5 separate regions of the Mus musculus genome follow, and all the other regions are linked to region 3. Evidence: chromatin contacts called from public promoter capture Hi-C data. All regions are on one chromosome and are shown on one strand. The core of a region is the stretch at or near the end of the contact, and the rest is flanking DNA. Distances in the headings are between cores, read along the strand shown. Region 1 holds the start of Lysmd1 (LysM, putative peptidoglycan-binding, domain containing 1). Region 2 holds the start of Pi4kb (phosphatidylinositol 4-kinase beta). Region 3 holds the start of Prkab2 (protein kinase, AMP-activated, beta 2 non-catalytic subunit). Region 4 holds the start of Cgn (cingulin). Region 5 holds the start of Rfx5 (regulatory factor X, 5 (influences HLA class II expression)).

What was found. Promoter capture Hi-C pulls out the DNA fragments that hold promoters and counts their contacts. Capture Hi-C pulls out chosen DNA fragments and counts their contacts.
Region 1: a contact with region 3 is called in a promoter capture Hi-C map of pre-B cells, with 4 times the contacts expected there. The contact joins the promoter of Lysmd1 here to the promoter of Prkab2 in region 3. A contact is called at or near these places in 2 of 39 promoter capture datasets (hippocampal neurons and pre-B cells).
Region 2: a promoter capture Hi-C map of pre-B cells shows a contact between it and region 3, with 3 times the contacts expected there. The contact joins the promoter of Pi4kb here to the promoter of Prkab2 in region 3. A contact is called at or near these places in 1 of 39 promoter capture datasets (pre-B cells) and 1 of 9 other capture datasets (adipose tissue).
Region 4: a promoter capture Hi-C map of hippocampal neurons shows a contact between it and region 3, with 3 times the contacts expected there. The contact joins the promoter of Cgn here to the promoter of Prkab2 in region 3. A contact is called at or near these places in 3 of 39 promoter capture datasets (hippocampal neurons, liver and pre-B cells).
Region 5: a promoter capture Hi-C map of liver shows a contact between it and region 3, with 4 times the contacts expected there. The contact joins the promoter of Rfx5 here to the promoter of Prkab2 in region 3. A contact is called at or near these places in 3 of 39 promoter capture datasets (hippocampal neurons, liver and pre-B cells) and 1 of 9 other capture datasets (liver).

Annotation. Positions count from the first base shown.
Region 1 is chr3:95,132,687-95,135,575 of GRCm38.p6, forward strand. Lysmd1 (LysM, putative peptidoglycan-binding, domain containing 1) reads left to right here and starts at 1,402. Exons shown (of 3, transcript NM_153121.2): 1 at 1,402-2,310. The coding sequence starts at 2,131. Scnm1 (sodium channel modifier 1) reads right to left here and starts at 1,326. Exons shown (of 7, transcript NM_027013.2): 1 at 1,159-1,326; 2 at 872-942; 3 at 514-602; 4 at 331-425; 5 at 139-227. The coding sequence starts at 1,209.
Region 2 is chr3:94,973,451-94,976,150 of GRCm38.p6, forward strand. Pi4kb (phosphatidylinositol 4-kinase beta) reads left to right here and starts at 1,281. Exons shown (of 11, transcript NM_175356.3): 1 at 1,281-1,635. It overlaps B230398E01Rik (a long non-coding RNA gene), which reads right to left. Exons shown (of 4, transcript XR_003954666.1): 2 at 1,899-2,700.
Region 3 is chr3:97,656,809-97,659,563 of GRCm38.p6, forward strand. Prkab2 (protein kinase, AMP-activated, beta 2 non-catalytic subunit) reads left to right here and starts at 1,404. Exons shown (of 8, transcript NM_182997.2): 1 at 1,404-1,561; 2 at 1,781-1,958. The coding sequence starts at 1,806.
Region 4 is chr3:94,785,140-94,787,839 of GRCm38.p6, forward strand. It overlaps Cgn (cingulin), which reads right to left and starts at 1,343. Exons shown (of 21, transcript NM_001037711.3): 1 at 1,237-1,343.
Region 5 is chr3:94,952,783-94,955,482 of GRCm38.p6, forward strand. It overlaps Rfx5 (regulatory factor X, 5 (influences HLA class II expression)), which reads left to right and starts at 1,326. Exons shown (of 10, transcript NM_017395.3): 1 at 1,326-1,469; 2 at 2,233-2,364; 3 at 2,570-2,603. The coding sequence starts at 2,252.

The sequences.
Region 1 (2,889 bases), core at 152-2,651, 2.5 Mb before region 3:
GTCCAGCCCCTACCATCATTTAAAAAAAATATTTCCACAAGATTATTATTTCTCAGAATACAATCTGGAGAGCAATAACTTTAAAGTCATCTATTTCCTTCTACCCTTTTCCACTCCTGGCTTTCCCATTCCACGGACCTGTGCTTCCTCCGGCAGCAACTGTTATAGTGGGGAGCTCTGTGTAGAGCATTCTGGGTGATGATTCGAGTCTGGGTTAGCAAAGGAGCCTGGTGATGAAGAGACAGAGTTAGAGCTGTTAGGAGCAAACGTTCCCTCAAGCCTGTTGTGTGAAGTATAGCCCTGTCTAAACCACACCTGATGCCCTCTCACCTCAGTTTTGCTTTCTGTCTTCAATTCGTTCTGCTGTCTTGGATTTTGCTCTGTTCCCTTGCCTGTTTGCTTTTTGCCATAGAAAAGCTTCAGACCTGAGAACAAAAGCAAGGAGGAATGAAAAGCACAATGCCTGGTGGCTTGCTCTCCATCTCCCGCCCTCCCCACTTCTCTGATACTTACTGGACAAATGCTTCTTGCCTGCACGGTGGGCTGTCAACATGGCCAGCGTGTCTAGTACTGGTCGATGGGGGCAGATGGCACAAGCAAAGCTAGGGAAACGAGAAGTGAATGATGTGTGTGGTGTGTGGTGTGTATGTTGTGTGTTCGAGAGCCTGCAGTCGGGGTGTTCTTGCTATGGTGAGTAGGTCCTACTTCTGTCAGAGTACTCCACCACCAACTCCCAGGTTTCCCGATCTCCACCCCTTACACTTCACTTCCAGCCAAAGAGTCCTATTATACTCCTGAACTCCTTAGTGACAAAAGTTTGTTGAGCCTTTGATCCCCGAATCCCCAGGCTTGATCCACTCTTCGCTCTCACCGTCCATCCCGCAGCATCAGTGCCTCGTCCTCAGGGATGTAACTAGCCAGCAGGTCCCCAACTCTCCGTTTCTGCAGGGAGCAGGATAGGAGAAATGAGTAAGAGGGACGGATGGAAATGAAATAGTATGGATAAGGAGTCAAATGGCACACGGGGCTATGCAGATCATAGGGTAGTAGGGGTCACCACTCAGTTCTGGTCCCCTAAGCCCTCCCCTAGATGTCGCCAGAGCAACAAAACAAAACAACAGGGCGGCTGAAGGTGATCAGACTCTCACTAAGGCTTACTTTGAGCACATTGAGTTGACTCCAGTCGTCCCCTTCCCTCTTAAAAGACATAGCGACTGTGAGACTACGATAAATTCCCCTACGCCTACTTCGCTGCTCCTTTAGGCCACCGTAGAAAGAGTACACTATCGCCTTCTCTGCTTCCGGTTTCTTTCTTGTTGAATCTGTACTTCCGGGGATGATGTTCCACGCTTGCGTCGCGCGAACCGGAAGACCCGCCTCCAGCGCCCTGAGGGGGCCTGCATTTCCTACAATACTTTGAGACGCTGTGCCTTTTGGGAAATGAAGTCTTTTGGTTATTTATTTTATTTTTTTATTTTTTTGAAGAGCACACTGCTCACCTGGACACAGGACCTCACATCTCGAAGGATCCAGGTGTTCGGAGACTCAAGATCCTGTATGTGGAGCCGGAATTTCAGGGTGGGACCTTCCTGATGTGGAGCGAGGCGTCAGGGATCTCAGTGGACTATATACTACAAACTCTTGCTGTCCTCAGGCTCGTACTCCTCAGCCACAACCTACCTGGGGTGGGCCTTATTTGGAACAGAGAGGATGTGGGAGCACCCGGCATCCCGACTGTTGGATGTGGGGATACACTGAGGGAAGAGTGTTGATGAGGGTGTCTAGGGTTCAAAGGTCAGAGATCAGGCTTGCGAGGAGTTGGGGAGGGGGCGTCGAAAGTCAACCGGGTCAGCGACTGACAGCTCAGGGAAGATACTTATGGGTAAGGAGCTCGTGGAAAGAGAAATGTAACCGGCCTGGCAGACTTCTTAAGAGACGGACAGTAACTCCAGGCACGGCAAGAAGCAGCAAGAGGAGGACGACGAATGTAGTCTCTCGAGAGTCGGGAGACTGTAGAGAGACGAGAGAAGAGAAAACGAATTATCTGAATATCCATTCCTTGGGTTCGGCCGTCACTGTTACTTAGCTGGGCTTCCCTCAGTTGTGACCCTAGGTCTTGACAGTGAGGAGATGGCTTCTCCCTCTAGACAGCCTCCCCTCGGGGGGTCAGGGCTGCTGCATGGGAGCCGTGCTCGTTCTTATGGAAGCCTGGTACAATCATCCTGCTCCCCAGTGAGGGAAAGACGCCTGGAGCATCAATTGGAGCCTGGAGACACCCTGGCTGGATTAGCACTCAAATACGGGGTAACGGTGAGTCTTCCAGAATTGAGATAGTCCCGAGAAAGTGGGTGGCCCGCTAAGATGCCCCCTCTCACATTATTTAAATTCTATTATGGTCTGTTTTTTTTCTTCCTTATTTTGCTTTCACATCTCAGCAGAGCACTGTTGGGACAGATCTGCCCAACTATCCCAGTGGGAGGAGCAACTCCTGTAGATGGTGAGGGAGGTGGGTGAGTGGGGGCGGGGCTTACAGCCATTAACTGGACTTGTGTCCCTATCAACTTAAGACTGATAAACCAGTTTGATCAAGGTCGAATCACTTAAGTGTCAGAGTAAGGTTTCTGTCTGACTCTAAAGCCGGTACTATTAGCCATGCGGGGGTGGGGTAGGGGTGGGGGTGGGGATGTAGAGACTGGTAAGGAAGAGCTGACTTTTACTAGCACTCTGAAGGTGCCCATTTGTAGTTCTTATTTCCACCCCAAGGCTCTGTTTTCTTTGTGCAGAGGCACAAAACAAGTCCCCTCTACATACTTCAAGTGTTTCAGGTCATCTTTAGGAGAGGTTTGATGGGCATAAAAAATATCTTGCATTAAAGTTGCAGCCTTCCTG
Region 2 (2,700 bases), core at 31-2,530, 2.7 Mb before region 3:
AGACATGTAGTACTATAACCCATACTTTCTTGATCCCCTCCCCCAAACCTTAGAAAATGTTATTACATCAGATACTACTGTTGTTAATGTAGTGCTATAATAATATTGTCAATATTATTATACAGAAGTTGAGGGTTAGTCCAGCTTGGGGGCATGTGGATATATTCCCACATGTTCCACAGGCCAGTGGCTTGAGCCAAGGAATATCACAAGCAGCCTGGGAAAAATAGACTGTCTCTAAAAAGGGAAAGAGGATAGGAAGGAAGCTAGAGAAGAAAGGGAAAGAAAAAAAAAGGAAACAAAGATCTCAAATCAGCTTATAAGTGCAATGAAGATGTCACCCAAGAGCTAGGCTCAACCCGTAGAATATTAAGAACCTACCCGCCTGCAGTGGTGGCACACGTCTTTAGGCGTAGCACTTGGGAAGCAGAGGTCGACAGATTTCTAAGTTCAAGGCCAGCCTGGTCTACACAGTGAGTTCCAGGACAGCCAGGGCTACACAGAGAAACCCTGTCAAACAAACCTACCCTTACAAGGGGCCTAAGATACTAAGAAAAGTCCCAGGAAAAGCGTTGGGACAGTGATTGTGGGGGGGGGGGGAGGGGTCTATGAGGCCTGTCTCACATGATTTTGTAGCCTTCGGAAAAGGAATAAGCCAAACTTTTGTCATTTCACTCACTTTTCCTAAGCTGGCTTGTCCAGCCTCTGTTAAGGCTTTGGCAGCTGGGGTGACCTTGGAAGCAGCACCTTGTCCCAGAGTGATGGTGCGAAACAGTGAAAGATTGAGGCGGTTGGACTGGGCCATTCCTGAAGCTATAGGGGCAAACTCATGGCATCATCCTTAAAGATGAGTAGGAAGAGGGAAATGAAGGTGATTGTACTCCTTTTTTCGTCCCTTCTCTTTCTTGTCTGTTTTCTGGCCCTCCTGCATGGGTCCTACCGGCTGACTTACGAAAGAAATCCCGTAGGATAGGAGAGGGAGAAAAAAGCCACTGGTGGCAGTTACGGTAACTCAGTGGTTTACGCAAATGAATAGTTTATATATAATTTGCATGTTCATACACTTTTGGAAGTACATAAAATATCGGTACCTCCACGTCCCTCCACTGATCTTACCCACGCTACTTCCCTCTCGGCTTCCTTAGTAAAGCCTGTCTCTTAGGCCCGCCCTCAAACACAGGGCCCGCCTTCCCCCGTAAGCCCCTCCTCCCTGCCCCCCCTCCCTAGCTTCCAAAAGCTCTTCCCCGCCCCCTTTTCCTTTCTGAACAGGCGTGAGTCGGGCAGCTCACTCGACTCAGATTACGATGGCATCAGTAGTGTCCTGACACCGGGAAGCAGGAAAGCAATCTCCCGGAAGAAAGGCTCGGGCCCAGGGGACTCTTACATCGGAACCCGCCAAGGAATTGTTATTTTGTGTCCTGCTAGTGGGGTCCGGTCCAACTTGAAGTTGCGTGAAGGCCCCTTCAGGCGGCGCCGCGGGCAGCCCCGCAGCCGGGGCCTGGAGCAGCCGCCGCGGCCGCTGTCAGGGAAGCGCAGGCGGCCAATGGAACCCGGGAGCGGCCGCTGCTGCTGAGGCGGCGGTGTCGGCAGTCCGACCCCGACCGCCTGCACCCCCTCCGCGAGGGTTCCCCGGAGGTAAGCGGCTCCTCCCCCGTGAGTCGCCTTTGCCTGTGTGTGTGTGTGGGGGGGTCCTTCTGCCACCCTGTCCCGCCCAGCCTACCGCGACCTGGGTTCGACTACAAAACTGCCCCCCTGGTGGCAGCTGCACCCCGAGGTCCTTCACCCTTTCCTCTCGGGCCCGGGGTAGTCTTCTCTGCTTTCTGGCTTCCTCTTCAGTTTAGCCCCTCCCTCTGCCCCGTGGATTCCACCTCCCCACCAGCAGGACACACACTTCGTACCTCTGTTGCCTCTGTTCCGTAACTATCTTCCTAAGTCGTGAACCTTTTCCACATTTGACCCCTTCTACAATATCATCCATGTTTGCCTTCCTCGCCGTTTGTGTTTCTGCTCACAAGCCTCTTCCATGGACTCCGCCTTTATCCCTTTTCCTATTTTGCCCCACTCTTCCGAGTCTGTGCAATCTCAGCACAGAGTTCTCATTTCCCTCAGCTACAGATTGTATCCCTCTCTTCTGCTTCCAATTCCATGACCTCACCATGACCCACTCCCCCAGCTCCTGACTTCCAAGAATTGCCTATTCCCTTCTCCTTAAAGGATCTCAGACTACTGTCATCATACCCAGATACCATCCACTTTGACCTTAGTCCTCAACCCCTCTCTAGGGTGCCTGATGATACCTGAAGCTGTCTTTGGCTTCTCTTTCCCCTTTCTCAATCTCCAGCCCTCTGGAGGGCTTCCCGTAGGAGAAAGCTCTGCCGTGAACACCCCTACAGATAGTGATTTCCAACTTTTGACATTCTCTCCAGGGATTTCCAACTTTTGACATTCTCTCCAGGATTCGGCTGATGTTTGTCTCCCTCGGCTCTGTTTTCCCTGTGGTCTTTAAGTGTTCTCTATCATGCCTTTTATCTCCACATATGATTTCAGATCAGCTAAAGCTTGAACTAAGAAGATGTGAGAGGATGGGGAGCCACAGTTGTCTCAAGCTTTTCTGGACAGATGTGTGTTTCTGAAGGATGAAGCAACTTTTAAAGAAGTCTATCAATCAGATTACATTTTGTTGAGTGTTTAAGAGCAACC
Region 3 (2,755 bases), core at 154-2,653:
TAGAGCAGGCTGACCTTGAACTCACAGAGATCTGCCTGCCTCTGCCTCTCAAGTCCTGGGATTAAAGATGTGCCACCATGCCCGGCTCAGTTCCCTTTTTTTATTCCACTGCTTTTAACTACCTCGTGATCTGAAGTGGCTGCTGGAGCTCTGGCCATTCTATGGACACCCTATACACAAAGAAAGAGAAACGGAGAAATTCTACTTACCATTTCCCCCTATCTATCTATTAGGGAGGCTAAGAAATGCATCTCTGTGGAGACAGACAACATCCTAAGGTTAGAGTCAGTGCTTCAGTAAAGAGGAAGGAAATCAATGTTAAGGTAGACCTCCAACTCTCTTTGCTACCTCACTGTTCCTTTTGAGTAATTACTTTCATTGTTTAAAATGTTAATCTATGTTTGAGTGTTTTGCCTACATGTTTGTATGTGCACCTGAAGGTGTTGTAGCGCCTGGAACAGATGATTATGAGCCACCTTGTAGGTGCTGGGACCAAACCCGGGTCCTCTAAAAGAACAGTAAGGGCTCTTAACCACTGAACCATCTCATCAGGGTTTATGACTTCTAATGGCTTTATGGTCGGCCTCATCTCACCGATCTACACACTTGTCTAAGATTCTGCCAGTGCTAATGACTGCAAGACCACTGAAACCTCAGTGGCAGACACGCTACTCTCACAGGACACCTCTCACTGTCTCAGCTCACTCAGTCTCTCCTGTGTCCAGAGTTCTTTGACCCCACTGGGCCCTCCATCAGCCTATTTTATCTTCACTTCCAGCCGACTGGTTTCAAAACGCTAGTCCAATAGTATATTCCCAGCCTACCTGTGCTCTCACTCATTAGCTGTTTGCATTAATCCACACAGCTAATCACAGTAACAGAAAACACCGCTTTGATGAGTTTGGGCATCACATAGAAGTAAGTCTTCTGCAGTAACTGCCATCACGTGTCTAGTCAATTCTCTGTCCTACTTTTTATTTCATGCCTCCTGGGACAACTAAAAAGGTTGCTTGGTAGAGGCGTACGCGGAATATGAAAATGTGGATCCACTATGCACCGCTGTCCAGTCGTTTGAGGTGATCCTGTTAAAAGTGCAGATTCTAATTCTGTACCTAGGGCACGGGGAGGCCTCGGATTCGGCTTTTCTAATAACCGCGTGCCCCATGGATAGACAAACTGCTTAGGAAGACAAGACGCCCCACTATCAAGCCCTGGGCGGACAGTTCACAGCCCTAATCCCGACCCGGACCCCACCCTCGGCCCCGCCCCAAGCCGGAGCTGCGCACGCACCCACCACAGAGGCGGTGCTGGTGGCTAGAGAGGCAGGCGACCCAGGCTGAGGAGGGGGCGGGGCTGGAGCGCAGGGGGCGGAACAAGAGGCTCGGTGGGCGGGGCCAGAGGCAGAGGCGGTACCTCGTCGCGGGCCTTGTAGCCATTTTAGGAGGAAACCCGGTTCGCTGGTTTGGGGCGCGGCTTCAATTTCAATAACTTTATTGGTCTCCTTGTACGCCGAACAGCCGGCGTGCGTGTAGCCACGCGAGCCCGGAGCGCATCGCCCGAGGTGAGCGGCGTGGGGGGTGTGCGGGACCGGGGCTGTGGGGCAGCGAGGGCTCCCGGAGCCGGTTCTCCGAGCCGAGGCGTCCGTGAAGCGGGTAAGGGAGGGGACCCCGGGCGCGGTCCCCTGCGGCGGGGATTCCCTTCCCGGGCGCAGGGGCGGGGCCGGGGCGCCCCTGACGCAGCCGCGGGGGTGTTCCCCGCCTGGTGTCATTCCCCGCGGCAGGTTGCCCCCGACTCGAGCTGCAGCCATGGGAAACACTACCAGCGAGCGGGTGTCCGGGGAGCGCCACGGAGCCAAAGCTGCTCGAGCTGAGGGCGGCGGCCATGGCCCGGGAAAGGAGCACAAGATCATGGTGGGGAGCACGGACGACCCCAGCGTCTTCAGCCTGCCCGACTCCAAGGTGAGGTAGCGGGGCTGCCGGCAGCTCCGCCCTTCTTGGTTCTTCCTCCTCATTCTCAAGGGTTATGGGCTTTTTAACTAGAAGGCTATTCCGCGGATAGAGATGCTGGGTGCTAATTCCTCCTAGATACTACCTCAAATTAGGATAGGGGCGCGGAGTTGTTTTCCTGCTGCTCAGAGTAATCTGTGGGCCAACCTTTTAGGACGAGTACCAAAAACCCATCCCCTGCCAGCCCCATCCTTGGATCTACGTGCAGGTTGCCCTCTTCCAGAGCTTGCAGGATGTATAGGTTGTGAGCGCGGGTGGAAACTTCGGAGGGTGCGTTGTCTGAGCTATTGAAAAGGGCTCAGTTTCTCACATTGGCCTCAAGATAGCTAGATGACTTCTCCCTGAAAATGTCTCTGTGTAGGTCTCCTTCTTGCTCTCTCTTACGTGTTCTGCATCACCTCTTCGATCCTCGTCCACCTTTGTATGGCTCTGAGCTGCCATCAGTTGATTACTTGAATACTTTCCCCTAGTCTTGGGGATCCATATAGGACATCATTTGGTTAATGGCTCAGATCTTTTTTTGAAACGTGCCGTTTTAAAATGTAGCTGTGAGCTTTGCACAGGAGAGCAAGTCACTTTACTTCACTCCTCAGAAGTACTTCAAAACGTTGCCCGGGGCTCAAAACCACCCTCTACTGACCTGAAGCCTTAGCTCTCAATTCCATAGACTTGGAGCCAGAGGCCACTTTTGGTCACTCAAAAGAAGAGCCAGATGGAGCTGACAGCAGTGTGATTGCTACCCTAATGTT
Region 4 (2,700 bases), core at 93-2,592, 2.9 Mb before region 3:
TAGCTGCACTTCCAGATCTCACCAGTGTCCCCCAATCTAGAACTAGAGAAAAAGAAGGAAATATAGGGCTGGAGAGATGGCTCAGCGGTTAAGACTGTTCTTCCAAAGGTCCTGAGTTCAAATCCCAGCAACCACATGGTGGCTCACAACCTTCTGTACAGCTACAGTATACTCATATACATAAAATAAATAAATAAATAAATCTTTTTAAAAAATATACAAAGAGACTACTTTGTAACAGAAAAAAAGAAGGAAATATGTATTTGCTGGAAGGAAAAATTTTTACATCAGCCTCAAGAAAGAAGACTATTTCTAGGTGGGTGTGGTGATATGAACCTGTAATCCAGGCACTGGGAGCGGAAGGCAGCCCACCAGTTCAAGGTCAGCCTCAGCTGTACAGCAAGTTCAAGTCCAGCATGGGCTATGGCAAATTCAAGGCCAGCATGGGCCATATGAAACCCAGTATCAATCCTCGTTTCACATCCCCGAGAAAGCAAACATTTTCAGCTAGTATGTGGGTCGAGGGATTTATGCTTCTCCATTCCCATTCCCCTCTCTTGTAGAATACACACAGTTCTTTCTAGAGGAAGAAGGAAAAAATTTCCCTGGCATGAAAGCAAAGAAAGAAACAGCCTTAAATAATCTCACACCTAGGAAAGAGATGGGTGCCCTCGTATTCTGACCTTAGTGTCTTACTGGCAACTGCTTTCACCTGTAGGCAAATGGTCAGGGAATGACCCCACACCTCAGCATTTCCAAAGCCAGAAGGAGAGTGTCAGAGACCAGTAAGGACTGACGGGGGCGGGGAGGGGGTAGTTACCCCCAAAACCAGCACATGCGGATATCACCACTTCAGTCTCTGAACCTCTGGCGGCACTTCCATTTGCTCCAATAGGATGAACCCTCCCCCGCCCCCATGCTGGTCTCCAAGAGAAATTCTGCCCCAAGGGCTGGCGCCTGACCTCCAGAGATTGTAGCGCTGAAATGCATGCATGCCCTGGGAATAACCTAACCCTCAGGTGCCTCACACCTGGCACCTTCCCAGCCACTCGCTTCTGACACCGTGGAGTAGGGGTTAGCTCTTAGCTCTGCCACCGCACTCTGACCGCCCTTCCTGCTAAACTCAGCACCTGTGCCCAGGAGGAGGGCATTTGATGCCTCTACTCCGGCCCTCGAGCATACTCCTGAGGACCCACTCGCATCGCAGGTGTCCTCGCTCCAGACAGATTCACTCACCCCGGTCCAGATCAGTGCTCCCGGATTCACACACCCCGCAGGGGATCGCGCTCCGACCAGCCGAGCTACACGCGCTGCTGCAGCCCAGCCCCTCCGAGCTCTGAGCTCCCTCCTTTCCCCCGCCCACCAACCTGTTACTCCCCAGGAGCTCCGCCCCATTGGCCGTCACCTCCCGCCCCGCCTCACCCCTTCTTCTATTGGTCAGTTTCCCGCAAGGGGCGGAGCAGACACCGCGGGAACCCAGAACCGGGGTCCCCAGCCCGGTGGACGGGAGGGGCGGTGGGGTCACGTGGACTGGTGGGGCGAGGGCGGGGCACCGGGGGACCTAAGAGGCCATTTTGGGGGCGTCGGGGCTCTGCGGACCCGCGTAGCTTAGCGCCAGAGCATCCCCTGGGTTCTGTGGGAAGTGCCTTCCTCGTGCTCTTCTCAAAGCAAATCTCGGTTCACAGCCCTTTCTGCCCTTCATCTGCCTCCGCATAAGCCAGAATACAGTTCTGTCGCTTTCCGCAGAAAATTTCTTCGTAGTCTCCCGATGTCAGCGCGTTCTGCATCTCTGCTCGCCTGCCTTATCGGCAATCCGAACCAAAATCTCAGTCGTGGATTCTCATCCTCGGGCTCCTGGCCTCCATAATCATTTTGCACCCTTTTTCTTTGGAAGATGTAATCACCCAATTTACATCACCCTAAAAATCATTTTCATTTTATCTCCCTATGAAAATCTCGGCCAGAGCCGAGATCTTCATTTTCTTTTGTTTTGTACGCTTCATCTCAAACGCCTATAACAGAGGTCAGCACATAGTTGGCTCTTAATAAAATGTGTAGAATGAATGACTTGGGAACCGAGTGCTGTAAATTTACACGCATCAGAATAAGCTTTATAAGCAGAAAGGAGCTCAACTACAGATTGTAAATCCATCTTTTCTGAAAGCCTGTCAAGTAGGGCTTTTGGTCCCACTACACCGAAAAGACTCTGGGGTGCTTTGCGTGCAGACTGAGGCAGGTAACATTAAAGCTGGCTCCTAGTGTCAATCGCTGAGGTATGTTAAAAGAAGATTGGCTTAGCTTACCTTGCTGGCCTCTGAATAGTTCTCTCCTTTATTTGTTCAGTAAATATTTATTGTAATATATTTAGATTTGAAGAGGAATCTTCCCTACAGCCAGCATTTCTGTGGCGTTAGCTGGAGATCATTCCCTTCCCCTCCCCCAGCCTTCAGATGCTGGGCGTGGACCCTGGAGGGGAAAGTCCACCTACCTGTTCTGTAGCTGGGTTGCTAGGTCTCCGCATTCCATGAGAAGCCTTCTATGAGGGATACAGCCCTTAAGGAGGAACAAGGAGGGAGGGAGAGAGAGGGAGAGAGAGGGGGAGAGAGAGCGAGAGAGAGAGAGAGAGAGAGAGAGAGAGAGAGAGAGAGAGAGAGAGAGAGAGAGAGGAAATATGTGCGGTTTGGGCGACCTATTGCAGAG
Region 5 (2,700 bases), core at 76-2,575, 2.7 Mb before region 3:
TGTTCACCACCAAGCAGGGAACTCCAGGAGTGTGCCCCCTAGGAAGGAGATGAAGTACACCCAGGAAACGGAAACATGAATAGGCAAAGGTGGGCAAGGAGAAAATACAGAGGAGGACTAGAGGCTCAACAGACAGGCTTTATTCTAGAGCATACCTGCAGAGGGGGTGGGGCCAAGTGTCTAAAGTGGAAGGACCATACCATTTCCTTTTGTGTCAGCAGTTGCTATGGGTAGCGAGACAGACAGGGTCAGGCAACCAATAAACATCTCCTGTGGTTTACCCAGGTAGGAGGGGTAGGGTGAGGAGAAATCTGGAAAATGAGTTGGCATTAGCTTTGGCTTAACTAGAACGGAGGCACTTTATAAAATGGCGATACCACGGCTAACAACAGAGAAAAAAACATTTTCTCTTAATGTGGTACAGCTGCTAAGGATTTGCAGATTCTTTGTGGAATGAGGGGAAGCCTGCAATCCTAGAGGCTGTTGGCCACAGGGATGGGTAAGCAAAGAGGGAAGGACGAATGGTTCAACTTGTGTTATTTTATTTTATTAAAGTTACAGGACTTTATAACGAATTTCCATCAGTAGACATCATTTTCTAGCAAAAATTTAAAAATATCACCTACTGATTATTTCGGACAGCTCTGACAACCAAAGGCAACAATCAAACATGGTAGCTATCTGTGGCCATTCCATTTTGTAAAGCTCCCCAATTTTGTTTAAACAGAGTTCCTGAAACCTAAGAAATTTGGTTCTCACAACCAAAGTAACTTGCTTTTATAGATTCGTGCTTTCCACGTCCTTATCGACGCCCCAGTAATAGAGTTGTTTGGCTTTTTTTTAATCAAACCTTCTTACATTTTTAACTCATCTTATTCCCCAGCTACAACTAGCCAATCACTTTCCTACCCTGTAACTCCTGTCTGTGGTTCTTGGATCCTAGACGGCATCTACGTAAATCTTCCCAAGTAAAGCCCGCGGTCGATCCCTTATCCTCTTCTCGCTGATTTTACAACGCACAGGATCAGAAAGCAAAAGACCAGATGCTCCAGAAGCAGCCAAGCGCCCGGGCTTTCATCCTGCGGTCCCTTTAAGAACAGAACCCTTTCCGGGCCCGCAGACCTAACCGACCCCAGTTTTAACCGAAACCAACCTGGACTTCCCCCTCTTGACTCAAATAAGACTAACTTTGGATTTTCCCTCCCCTCTCGACCAATCATATTCTGTTACCAGGCAGACTTTCACTGCCTTCGTCTTGGAGGCAGCAACGGCCAATCACAGAGCAGGCCGTGCGTGTATCCAGGCAGATCGCGGCTGGCATAACCATTCAGAAAAAGGAAAAATAAAAGCAACGCACGAGCCCGCCGGCTGGGCACCGTGGGGCTGGGCAGGAGCTGAGGTAGCCACAGGGTAGTTTCTCTTTCTCTCTCACCTATCTAATGTCCGTGCTGGAAGGCGACGGTTCCGAGGTAGGAGGGGCAACAGCACTCCGGAGCTAGCAGGACCAGCTCCTTGCCCCTGCGCACGTGCCCGAATCTGGGACCCTGTTCCCCGCAGGGTTTCCTGCGCCCAGCCCCCTGAGTTCGGAGACCTAGCCCAGCACCTGGGGTTGGGGTGGAGGGGCCCGAGGGGAGTGGGGACGCTTCGGAGTGGGATGTCGTGGGATGACGTAGGGTCCGCGCCGCGGCGAGGGGGGCAGCGGGGGAAGCCGTGGCGAGACTCAGTAATGAGAACTTGGGCCCAGTTTTTTTCAAACCTGGAAAGGCCGAGTATGTTTGTATCCCTTCCGACCTTCCAGGCAAAATCAATGGCGAGGAGTCTATTAGAGGATCGGAGAACTTTGACTTGTCGTTATAGGTGTTGAGGGGGGGCGGCTGGAGGGGCTTGGGGGGGGGGGGGCTGGAGGTGTTGCAGCACTGGGAGAAATTGTAAGATTTCTTTTAACGTGGACTTCTCCACCCCTATCCCTTCCCATAACAGTTTTCCAGATTTGGGAGACTTCAAAAGGTGGGACATATAGAATGGAGATGTCAGAGATCTCTTTGGGTATACAAGGGCCTGATAAAGTAACAGAATAATTCTAATTTTAGAGAAGGCAAGTGGTGTGGAAAACCACTGGAGGAAGCTTTGCTTCTGTTTGTATTTCTGGGTAGAGACAGGAGGACTGCCTTGGGGTCTCTAGGAGAAAGGAAGCTTGGTAGTAGTTAAATCCTCAGCGATCTCCTCTCTCAGCTGTAGCCCTCATGCTGGGATGGCAGAAGATAAACCTGATGCTAAGAGCCCCAAGACTGGGGCAAGGCCCCAAGGTGGTGCTGACGCTGGAGAACCTACCACCCTCCTCCAAAGGCTCCGAGGTACCATTTCGTAAGTAATTGTCTCTGTCTCCAAACCCTGTTCCAGACCCAGCTGTAGATCCTTGTTGCCCTGCACTCCTTCCTCAGGCAAGTGTTTCAGAGCAGGCAGGCTGAGGTCTGTGGTCCGTAGCTGTTTGGTCCTTTTTCTGTCTCTAGCAGTCAGACAAAGGGATGGGGAAACCTTGTGACCTCCAGCTTTCTCTTCTTCTCCACAGCAAGGCCGTGCAGAACAAAGTAGAGGGAATTCTGGTAAGCATGCTGGGAAGGGACAATACAGGTGCCATCGCTGAAGGGTAAGGGTGATGTTGATGTGAGAGAATAAAGGTTCATGGGGGAGAGGCGGTGC